Linked DNA regions of Rattus norvegicus: region 2 is linked to region 1. Evidence: chromatin contacts called from public Hi-C data. All regions are on one chromosome and are shown on one strand. Each heading gives the region's core, a stretch centred on a gene start, on an enhancer-like site or on the middle of the called end of the contact. The rest is flanking DNA. Distances are from core to core; before and after follow the strand shown.

Region 1 (5,835 bases), core at 2,001-4,500:
CACATCTCAACTTCTCTGTGCTTGTTTGGGCTCCTCTCCAGTGTGCGTTTCCTTCGGGAAACAATTTTCAGTTGCTCCTAGAATTTCCATCTGCCTGTTTTGTTCTCAGCCTCCCAGCATCGATTCTCACTCTTAGGGTGGAGCAGCCCTGTCTTCCGAGCTGGAAAATGCCTCACGTACCCGAATCCTTCACTATTAAGCCCTCCCCCACAGCTTTGAGTAGAGCTCTGTGCTGGGCAATGAGTTCTCCCCAAAGCTTTATTGTGAGAAATCCACAAGAGTTCAAAGAAAAGTAGCGAGGACCAGGTGGCAACTGGTGACTTCACCTGTTCGCTTTGCTGGCTGCCCAGATTAATTATTCTTCTTATCAGTGTCACAGAGTACTTGACTAAAACAATTTAAGGAAGAGAGGGTTTATTTGGTCTGTGTGGTCTGGGGGTACAGTCCATCCTGGAGGTGAGGGCAGAGACTTGAAGCACCCCAGTCAGGAAGCACAGATTCATGAATACTGATGTTCAGTTCACTCTTTATTCAGTCAGGGTCTGAATGGTATGAGGCTGCCCACATTCTGGTGGGTCTTTTCTTTCCAGTTAAATTCTCTGGAAGCAACCATACAACATAGCCGGGGGTGTGTATAGTTTTAGATTTTTCAAAACTGACTTTAATAAGAGTTCTTCGATGCTTTAACCTACCTTCTAGCCCATCACCTACCAGAGGTGACAGAAAGGAAAGGTTAATAGAACAACGGGGGAGTGGACCTGTTTAGAAATAGTTCTTTTGGGAAATTCTGATTTTTCCTTGTCCAGGATATCAGCAGTTCAGTTCACACAAATTGGCAGCAGTAGCTTGATCCACTTGCAAACACCATTCCCAAATCAGCAATAGCAGTTTGATCCAGAAGAAACCACAAGGCTCTGCCAATCAGCCCAAGTCCTCAGAATACCATGAGAAGTTCTTTGGTGCATTTCTCTCTATGACGTCACAACATACGATGATCATTGAAGAAGGCAAGGCAAACCCATGCCACAGCATCATCAGCGAAGAACAACATTAGCAAAACCCAAGGAAGACCAGCAAAAAGCAGCAAGGCGAGCCAATACCACAGCATCGTCCACTGTCTGCTGGGTTATACTTATACCCTTTCCAAACGTCAGGTGTCATCGCAAGCATCCACTCCAGCAAAATATCACATGCCCTTTCTGTAGGCAGCTTCCAGAAAAACACCATGTGTCTGTTCTCAGCAAAATAACATCCTCTCATAAGACAGTTTCCAAAAAAGACATGGCACAACTGAGTCTCCAAAGAAACCAGAAATTTCCACGTCAGGTGTGTCTCCTGTTAATCTAAGTTCCATAAAGGTGACAGCAGAGATTAGCTGTCATACCATCTGAAGGTCAATCACACACCCCTCGGCCCCTGCACACTACAGCTACATCTCCAAGATGGGTGCATAACAACCTGTCAGTGCTGTACACAGGAAATATGTCATAGACACAGATTACGTTACCCTCAAACTGAGATGAAAAGTCCTCACTGTTCCCACCACGTCCTTATAGGTGAGGGCTCTGCAAGAGCTATATCCCTAATAGTTTGGCTGCTCTTTAAACCACGTGACATCAGTGAGGTGTCACACCCCATCTGCTTGATGTCCTGAAGGAGACCTATGGTGGCCAGAGGAATGTCCAGATTCTTCTGCTGCAGCTGTGCACACCCTTAGGTCCTGGGGACATTGCTGAGGTTCTGTCACACAGTCCTCTGTGTTTTGAGTTCCACTTTCTTCCTGCTTCTCCTCTTTATATAGGGATATCTTTATATAGGGATATACTGGTTTAATTTCCTGGTGACCTGGATCCTGAGCCGGAGACTCTGGAGCTGTGCTCTGGGTCCAGGGTCAGTGGATGTAATGGGACTTTCTCAGTGGCCTGGGGCTGTACTCTTTCTTCTTTTGCTCTCCCAATGCCACAACTCTATGGTATGGGGTTTGTGAGGGCTAAAGTTGAGCCGACACTTTGCCTGGGGTGGTTGGTATCCGCTGGCCCGGGGAACTGGGGGGCTCGCTTCAGACAGCCCTGGGTTTATTTGTCAGTGAGCTAGAGTGGCTGCCTTGCACTAAAGGGTTGTGGGGTGGCATGGTCACATCCACTGACCCTGCCCTGGGTCGAGCAGTTGGAGGGTGGTCAACTTGACTGTACAAGGCCCCCTAACACAAGGCCTGGTTGCTCGTCTTGTGTGCTGCTTGTGTTAAATGTGGTACCCAGTGTTTGGAAAGAACTGCAAGCAAACAAGGGGTGAATAGGAGCAAAGACTCTCCTCTCCCAGCTTCTCCTTCCCAGAAGGAGTGTCCAACCTTCTGACATTGCTACAGGAAGCTATTGTCTACAGGGTTCGCATTCAAGCTTGAGACTGGATGTGTGCAAGGCAGGTAGCTAAAAACAAACAGACCAAAATACTGCATGGAAATGGCCACTCCATAATTAAAGGGGAAGGTTTTTTTTTATTATAGGTAAAATAGAGAATAAGGCACAGGGTGGGGGTGGGGGGCAGCTTAATTTCAGGGACTAAGAGGATCAGAGAGAAGGGAGCTGGGAGAGAGCAGACTGGCAATAGCCAGGGCAATGGGAGCAGAGAGGACAGCAAAAGTGAGGGAGAGAGTCCTACCAGGTATAAGGGGGCGTGCTGCGGAGGGAGGAGGGCAGGTCAGCTGGAACAGCCTGGGAGCTAGCATTAGCATGGGGCTCTGATCTGTTGGAGTTAATAGAGAACTAGGTGCCCTCTCCTGAGGCTTCTCCTGGCAAACAAACCCACTCTACATAGCTTCTGAGGAGCGCTGAGTGTTTACCTGGTGGGAGGGCAGCCTCAGCTGAGTCTACATTGTCACTGGAGGGCTGGGACCTGGCACTAATTGATTCAGTTACCAACAAAAACACCCAAGAAAAACCAGAAACAAACTAACCAAACACCAAGAAAACAAACAAAACCACACAAAGCAACGAGGAAACCCTCATAAGGTTTTCAGTACAGCTACAGTTTTGGGTTGGGCTGCATTGGCAGCTGTTCTTGGCCACATATGGCCGGTGGTTGGTGGTTTGTTACACAGCCCTGCAGAGGCAACCATAATTAGTGCCTGATGTCTGCGTAAGGGTTTCTTGGATTAAAAGAGAAAACCTATTTTTCTGTTCTTAACCTTTTGTTCTAACGTTGTTTTTCCTCGTTCCCTGGCTTCTGTTAATGCCCCCTGTTTGCCACTTTGCTCAGCCACCCTGTGTTTGGCTGGGTTGTTTGTGCCCGCCTCACCCCTGCCCACAGCCAGCAGCCCAGGCTTCAACCTGATTCTGCCTGCCCAGGCTTCTGGTTCTGCAGATTGCTTAGGATGCAGTAGGGAGGAGGTGTGCACAGCTGTTAAAATGTAAATTGAGAAGCTTTTCCTTGGTGCTTGGGAGCAATCCTAGGGCCTCTCTTATGTACTTACCACACAAGCCCTCTACCTCTGGCACGCCCAGCACCCCCCCCCCTTTTTGTCTTAATGGTCTCAGTCTGATGAAGGTCTTTTCCTAGTTTGTTTGGAAATGCCAGAGGCAACCTTAGCCCCATGACGAGTTGCATTCACAGCCTGGCTCCTGCATCTGTAGAACCTGTCCTGTGTAATCCACCCACAGAGCTGCTTAAAGCACTGAGCGCCCGTCCTTATGCTAGGAGTTTGTGTTCTAACAGTCTGGGCCTGTCACCAAGTGTCGGAAGCTAGTGTGCTGATTAGGAGACCCACTGTGAGGACCTGGGTCTCAGGTTCTCCACGCAGATGTCATGGGAGAGCCTCTCAGGAGCCACTTCGGCAGTAGCACCGCTGACCTGCATGAGGTGCCTTTAGAGGGGCACAAAGGCACTGTAAGTTCACGTGTTAAACAGGAAAGGGAGGTTGTTGGTTTTCCAGGGAGGTCACAGCCCTCTTCTCAGCTTGATTTCTTAATTTCGACCATTGTCTAGAAATTGCTGCTTGCAGTAAAGTCACTATAGTTTGTGTGTGAAAGTCTTCCCTCCTTTAAGGCTGTTTTACTAATCTGCACTCAGCAGGTCTCCAAGTAACCATGGTAACCATGCCACCCAATGTCAGGCTTTACACCACCATTCTTTATTCTCTGTCCTTTGCAATCTCAAAGCCTGTTCCCAGTGACAGGTCTTCTCCAGCAAGGCCACACCTCTTCCAGCAAGGCCACACCTCCTCCAGCAAGGCCACACCTCCTCCAGCAAGGCCACACCTCCTCTAGCAAGGCCACACCTCCTCCAACAAGGCTATGCCTCCCAATCCTTCCCAAACAGTTCTACTAACTGGAGTCTGGCATTCAAATACATGAGCCAATGGAAGCGGCTGTTCTCATTCGAACTATCATAAATGGCTAGGATAATGCTGTTGGGGTTGTGGTTTTAATCTTTTTGTCCCCTTCACCTGGCTAGAAGCTCTTATTGTGAGACTCTTGCGACTCTGCCTGGCCCTCATGGCCTCTGGGCTCTCTTCCGTATCCCACCTAGATGTCCAGTGTGGAGCTGGTGCAGTGGCTAGTTTTAATTGTCAACTTTACACAGTCTCCAATCACCTGAGATGAGAGTCTCAATGAAGGATATCTAGATTAGCCTGACTTTGAGCATGTCTGGGGCGGGGGGTGGGGGTGTTTTGATTACATTGATACAGGAAGACCCTGTCCACTGTGGGTGGCACCGTTACTCCCCAACCCCCAGCCCTGAATCCAGCTTCCTGGGGTAGAGAAGGTGAGTTGAGTAACCAGTGTGTATCCATTCTCTCTCTTCTTGACCGTGAATGTGGTGTGACTAGCTGGTTGAACTCCTGCCTCATGGGCAGTCTTAACACTCAGTGAGGGACTGTGGCCCAGAATTCTAAGCTGAATAAACCCTTTCTCCCCTAAATTAACTTTTCCCAGGGCATTTTATTACAGCAAAAGAAATGGAACTAAAACAGGTTAGGGCCATGTCTGCTGTGAACTCCCTGATGTGGGGACCCACTGTGAGGGCAGCAGATGCTGGGAACCAAACTTAGGTTCCCTGGAAGAGAGGAGAATGCTCTTAACAGTGAGCCATCGCTCCCTCCCTTTCCCCTCCCATCCCCTTCCCCTTCCCTTCCCCTCCCCTGCAGCCCCTCATCCCCATCCCCTGTACCCCTTTCCCCTTCCCGCTCTCAGCCCCTTAAGAGGTGGAGACTGAGGAGTGGCCAGGTCACCAAGCTATTCCACAGCCCTTTGGCTCTTCTTTTGAGGCAGGGCCCTAACACTCTCCTGTGAAGGCTTCCTGGGCAACCACGACTACCAGCTTCTTCCACTGTGCCCAGTCCTTCATTTGTAACACAAAATTATTTTCACTATGTTTTTTGTGTATGTGCATAGGGATATTGGGGTGGTGGGGTATGTGGTGCCCATGGAGGCCAGAGACATCAGATTACCCTGGCTCTAGAGTTATGGGGGTTGAGAGCCACTTTATATAGGCGCTTGGAACTAAACCTTGGTCCTCTATGAGAGCAGTACACAGTCTTAGCCATCCAGTCACCTCTCCAGCCCTATTTAAAAAAGACTCCTTTTGTTATTTTAAAATGCTCTGTGTGTGTGTGTGTGTGTGTGTGTGTGTGTGTGTGTTCACGCACTTGTGAGTACAACCCAAGCCCTTCATTTTTAAACCAATCTTCTTATCACCTCCAGTCATCAGGATCTTGTTTGACTTTGAGTCCTCTGAGGGGTTTGTTTTTCTCCCCACCCTCCCTCCTTCTCCCTCCTCCTTCCTCTTCTATTGTTTTAAAGCAAAGATTAGAATTTGGCAAGCCTTTGATTTCCTAAC
Region 2 (5,968 bases), core at 3,011-5,510, 50 kb before region 1:
GTCTCAAGCGGGCGGTTTTCCTGTTAAATGAACTAAGGAACTTAGAGAAGGCTTTTGCAGAGTGACTTATGCCATCACGGAGGATGGATCTTAATGTTCACAATAACAAAGTTAACCTCGAAGGTAATTCTCAATTCCAGACCAGGAACAGAGTTTAAAGATCGGAAAGTCAGCCCTCGCAGGTGGTAAGTGGGCATTATTTTTCCATTTTGATTTTCAGAGGCAGAATCTTAGTCTGTAGCCCAAGCTGGTGTAATCCTTCTCCGTCAGTCTCCCAAGTGTGCCACCATGGCCAATCAGTAGGATGTTATTTCAGGAACTCTGGGATGGGCTTGGGTTTACTCTACTGTTAGGGTTTCCTAACCCACCCTGTCCAACAAGGAAGAGAAGGGCAGTATAGAAGGATGGATATGCATGCTCAACATCCTCAAAGATAAACACACCACTGGTTTTAAAGATTTACTTTTTTTTTTTTTAAGATTTTATTTATTTTATGTCTGTGAGTACACTGTAGCTATCTTCAGACACACCAGAAGAGGGCGTCAGATCTCATTACAGAAGGTTGTGAGCCACCATGTGGTTGCTGGGAATTGAACTCAGGACCTCTGGAAGAGCAGTCAGTGCTCTTAACCCCTGAGCCATCTCTCCAGCCCTAAAGATTTACTTTTACTTTTAAAAAGATTTATTATTTTATACGTATGTGCATGTATGCAGCATGTGTGTGCCTGGTGCCCGAGATCAGAAGAGGACACCGGATTCACAACTGAAATTGCAGGATGACCGTGAACCACCCTGTGGGCACTAGGAACCAAACCCCAGTCCTCTGCAAGAGCAGCAAGTGCTCCTAACCGGTGGGCATGTCTCGGCCCTAAAGATTTCTTTTTATTTTGAAGTGTGTGTGTGTGTGTGTGTGTGTGTGTGTGTGTGTGTGTGTGTGTGTGTGTGAGTTTGAGAACAATGTCCTCAGAGCGAAGGTGTCACATCCTTTGGAACTGAAGTTACGAACCATCGTGATCTGCTCAGTATTGGTACAGAGAACCAAACTTGGGTCCTCTGCTAGAGAAGTGCGTGCTCTTAACTGCTGAGCCACTGATCCATCTCTCCAGTCGTCCCCCCAACCCTCATGAGCCCCCCATTTCAGTTTGAACTTGCAGCAATCCGATAGGCATGGGTGTGCCTGGCTTTACACTTTATTTTTGCATTTGTTTACGTGTGTGTGTGTGTGTGTGTGTGTGTGTGTGTGTGTGTGTGCCCATGTACTTATGTAGAGCTCAGAGGACAACTTTCTGGAGTTGGTTATTTTCTTCTGCCATGTGTGTTCCAGGAATTAAGCCCAGGTTGTTAAGCTTAGAGTCGTCCCACCAGCCTAGCCCTAAAACTCAGAAAAGCCTGATACAGAACAGTACCTAAGGTAGTGCTGAAAATACTTTAATACTGTAAAGGCAAATTATTAAATTATGAGGACAAAGTGATCTATGTATAATATATCATATACTTGTATATATTATAGACATACCTTTAAAACTCATAGACAATTCATTGAATAAACACAACTTCTCACAATGCTGTTACTGATTTAAGAATGAGCCTCTGTCCTTATGAAGCTTTGATAAGCTGTTCCTCTTTGTCACAGAGATTTTGTTCACATATGTAAATGGCAGCTCCACAAAAAATAAAAAGGAATAAAATCTTTCTTTCCCTCATAGTATATACATATGGCTCATTTTGATCTCTGTTTACTTTCTTCACCTTCTCAAAGGCGAGGGATCTATTGCCATCGTGGGAAAGGAGTGTGTGGATGTCATGCACATACACATAATTATTTTTGAAGTTGAGTCTTATGTAGCCCAGGCTGGCTTCAAATTTGCTGTGTAGCTGAACATTACCTCAAAATGTTCCCTCTTCAGTGCCTCAGTACTGGGATAACAGGCATAGTGTCGGGGTTGGGGATTTAGCTCAGTGGTAGAGCGCTTGCCTAGGAAGCGCAAGGCCCTGGGTTCGGTCCCCAGCTCCGAAAAAAAGAAGCAAAAAAAAAAAAAAAAAAAAAAAACAGGCATAGTGTCTGCCAGGCTGAAGAAAAATATGCTTTTAAAGATGGGGTAGGGTGGGGGTAGGGCAGGCGGGCAGGCAGGCAGGCAGGCAGGCAGACAGACAACCCCTATTAGGACTCCTTTGGAGCTGTTTTATTTATCCTTCCCATCCTTCAAGTGCTGGGGACCAAACCTATATCCTAGGCATGCCGCTGAGTTATACACCAGTTCTGTTCCTGTTTATCTTTAAATGGCAAATGATTCTCAGCGCTAGTTGGACTTAAACTTCTGAGAAAGAAAAGAGGAAGTTGATAAGTAACCGTTCTCCTCTCATCAGTGTTGATAAGCTCCAGCTGGCTTCAGGACGTTCCTCCCCCATCCTCAGAAATAGCTCTGTCCCCGAACCTGTCCCATGGGGTTGGGGATGATGGTGGTGGATTCAGAATTTAAAGCAACCCTCTGCCTAACTGGGAGGAGAGCGAGGCCAGCAACCCCGTGCACCAACTTCACTGTAGCACACAGGGTTTAGCCGGGCAACTGCCCCTTGTAAATCCCCCGAGTCCCTGTAACAGAAGTTGATCGGGAAAGGGGAAATTCCCTGCGGGAATTTATGCAGCTGTAGAGAGTTACAGATAGTGAGAAGTTGACCAGTGGTTGGGAGTGGGGGATTTTGGTTTTCAGAAAGAAAGCCCCAGCACCCCAGCTCCTCTGAAAACCTCAGTATGGCTGGCCCAGCGCGGGGCATCAGGCACTCTAGGACTCTAGAATGTTTTTCAGCCTACAGTGCCTGTTTGGAGTACATTGCAGGCATGAACATGCCCTGCGCCCTTTGACTTGCCCACCCACATCCAGGCTCCTTGTGTCTTGTCTCCAGGAGCTCAGTCGTGTTCCCCTTGGGGCCTCCCACGGGCTGGCGTGCCTGGAGATGGGTGGAAATGAAGAGGAGGCAGTGGGGTGAGAGAGAAGTGAGTGGCTTTTTGCTGGCTCATGAGACACACAGCTAGGATGTACAGGTTTTCCTCTAGAACAGGGTCACACCACCTCCTCCTCTTTAAAGTGAGGGGCTACAGGTGAGAAATCCTTCCACACACGTCCCAGCAGGCAGTTCCATGGTCAATAATCTCAGTTTTTGAAGTGTTTGTTTCTGGCCCTGGATCAAAGCCGGTCGGTCTCTGGCCATTTCTGGTTCATCTGCCACGACGCGTTACCGTCTCCCCACCCCCCCCCTCCCCGTCATTGAAAATGACCAGAGGTGAGGGAGAGTGGAGCCCCCTCACGACTCTGGCCAGGTGCTGTCCCTCTTCACCCAGATATCCTCCCGTGAGGTTCCTATCACCCTTCCATCTCCCCAAGATTTCTTTCCTATCAACCTCCCAGCCACAGCCAGCTTGGGTGACTTAGAGACTCTGCAGACCCTGCCTCTTTCGGGTTAGTCCCCCAAATCAGCCCCCGGCCCTTATTTGGATCAGGGTCGATAGAACAGGTTCTCCCCAAGGTGGAATTTCCTCCAGAGTGGACAGCTCCACCCTCCGTCCAAGAGTGGACACCTTTCCATGCTCCAAGAGAGTTAAGTTTCCAGGGCGTCTCAGAAGTGCAACTGGTCCAGAACTCGACTGCCTGGGAGGTGACAGGTCCTAAGGCTGCCCCTTCGGCCCCCGGGGCTGATTACCGTCCTCAGTGGGGAGTGGGAAAGGGGCGGGTCTCCAGGTGCGGGTACTTTCCGACGCTGGAAACTTGCTTAGCCTTTGGTGTCTCGGGACCCCATCTCCGCTTCGGTCCCCAGGGAGTGGCCCTTGGAGGGGGGGGCTGTCTCTCAGGCTGGCTCTCAGCCTCTGGAGTTACAGCTTCTGGATCTCCCGCTCCTGCTTTCCCCTGCTCCGGACCAAGCGGGCGGGGGTGGGGGGGTGGTGGCGCGGTCTGGAGAGGACCTCCGCTGCGCCCGGGACTCCAGCGGGGAAGGCGCCCCGCCCTCTGCCTTGCTTTCACCCCGCCCGACGGGGCAGGGAAAGCCCCCGCGGCTCCTCCCACCCAAGGGGCTTTTCTCCAGTCGCCAGTGACTTTGCTCCGGGAGCGCAGCCGCTTGGAGCCGCTTTCCGCCGGGCTGGAGCGTGTGGGACTCCTGCTCTTGTGTGAACGCAGCGGGCAAGGGTCGGTGACCCCGGGGCGCGCCTCGTGTACTTGTCCCTCTAACCCGAGTCTTAGCCCCCGGCCCGCGCCTTGGCCTCCAGCATGGTGCTGCTGGCTGGGCCCGGGCCGGAGGGCGGCGGGACACGCTGCTTGTCCCCACAGTCGCCGACGCCACCCCGGAGCGTACAGACAGGGGACGACCCAGCGGACTACGAGGAGTACGAAGACTTCTCGAGTCTGCCGGACACCCGCAGCATCGCATCGGACGATTCCTTCTACCCTCCGGGAGGCGAGGAGGAGTGCGGCTCGGTGTGCGCGGAGAGCGTCCCGGAGGGCGTCCCTGAGTCGGCGACCCTCCTGCGCGCCGCCTGCGCCAACGACGTGGGGCTGCTGCGGGCGCTAGTGCGGCGCGGACCTAGTTCCGAGGAGGCACGGGAGACTGACCGCAACGGCCGGGTAAGTCCCGACAGGTTTCGGTCCCCTCCGCTCTCCTCCCTCGCCCGCATTTCCGTGTCATCCCAATCCTAGATCTACTGCCGCTCAGAGCACGGCTTCCTTCCTGTGTGGCGTGAGGCGATATTGGGACCCCATTTGCGGAGCGGGCGGATGATAGTCCTGCCCGGCTTCCTACTCCATCCAGATTCCCCTTTACCGCCCCGAGGATCCCCGAATTCTCACTAGGGGAATAATTCTTTATGCTGGAAATGTGTTGACATCTTTAGGGGTGGGGGTGCCCCTTCCACTCAGTGCCTCCCTAACTGCTACTTTCCCCAGGCCCGGGTAGGTGATGGTCTCTACTCACTTTCAGGGGACATTTTCCTACCTCCAGCCCCATTTGTCCACCCGGCCTCTCCTGTTGGTTGTCCTTGTCTAACACGTTGGTGCTCGAATTAGGATTTGGAAGCTACAGTTCCTTTCATTACCTAAGCCACCCCTTTTCCTTGCTTTTCCTAGTGACCCGCGCGGCGACTAGCCAGCTCTATGTGAGGTCACTGCTGCGGGTCGAAGCCTACCAACCCTCGCAGCCACGCTTCAGGCAGGACAGGTGCTGCTCAGCTCAGTAGGGTCACGCACCAGGGTCGGCACGCAGGAAAGTAGGAGGCGGTCTCTATTAATTACGCCGAGACTCAGAGATAGCAAGAAAGTTTGAGAAAAGAAAAAAAGTTGGGAGAGATGTTCCCACTGAACACTAGCTGGGAAAGTGACCGCTGTGGCCGTGTCCCCATTAGTCTCTGCTGGGTGGACAAACAACCTCCCCTGATTTCCATGTTCCCAGAGGCCCCGTGGTTTTTGCAGACTCAGCCTTGCACAAATTAGGGACGCCTGTGCTTCTGCTTGGGAGTCGCCAGCTGACAGGAAATTTGCGCTTTAATATAGGGACCTGGAGACCCGATGCCTTTGGCTTATCCTGGGGCTGTATATGCGCAATGTTTTGTGCCTGAAGGCAGTCTGGGTCAGGCTTAGGCAAGTGTGAAGCCAGCGTGTCCCTTTCTGCTTTTGATAACCCGACAACCTTGAACTTGGAGGAATGGTTTGTGCTTGTGATATGACAGGAGACGGGTCTGATGAGGTCAGCACCACTCTGGTGTCTGTGGTGACTCTTCCAGCTGGCAAACAGCGGGAGAGAGGCTCAGGGGGCTGTTGCTCTGCTCCACTTTCAGATTAAGTAAGCGAGTTTTCCGGGTCAGGTGTTGGCGTTAGAAACCTTCCCTTCCTGAACAAGCATAGCAGCGGCTTGGGGGTGGTCTTTGCTTGGAAGTTTTCACCTGTGAGTGGTCACTGGCCTCTCAGCTTTATCATGTTTTCTGGAG

The links. A called contact is a pair of places that touch in the nucleus more often than the background predicts.
Region 2: a contact with region 1 is called in a Hi-C map of kidney, with 2.0 times the contacts expected there. The contact joins the promoter of Ankrd33b here to the enhancer-like site in region 1. A contact is called at or near these places in 2 of 12 Hi-C or Micro-C datasets (both in kidney).

What each region holds. Positions count from the first base shown.
Region 1 is chr2:84,016,591-84,022,425 of GRCr8, reverse strand. The region is part of intron 2 of Ankrd33b (ankyrin repeat domain 33B); the gene reads left to right. Among named protein-coding and RNA genes, the nearest start is that of Ankrd33b, 50 kb to the left of the region's middle. Within about 2 kb of position 3,250, at least 10 of the 93 cell types and tissues checked have an H3K27ac peak or open chromatin away from gene starts, as enhancers often do. A contact at or near this core is called in kidney, where this site is marked.
Region 2 is chr2:84,067,871-84,073,838 of GRCr8, reverse strand. It overlaps Ankrd33b (ankyrin repeat domain 33B), which reads left to right and starts at 4,260. Exons shown (of 4, transcript NM_001191565.1): 1 at 4,260-4,613. The coding sequence starts at 4,260.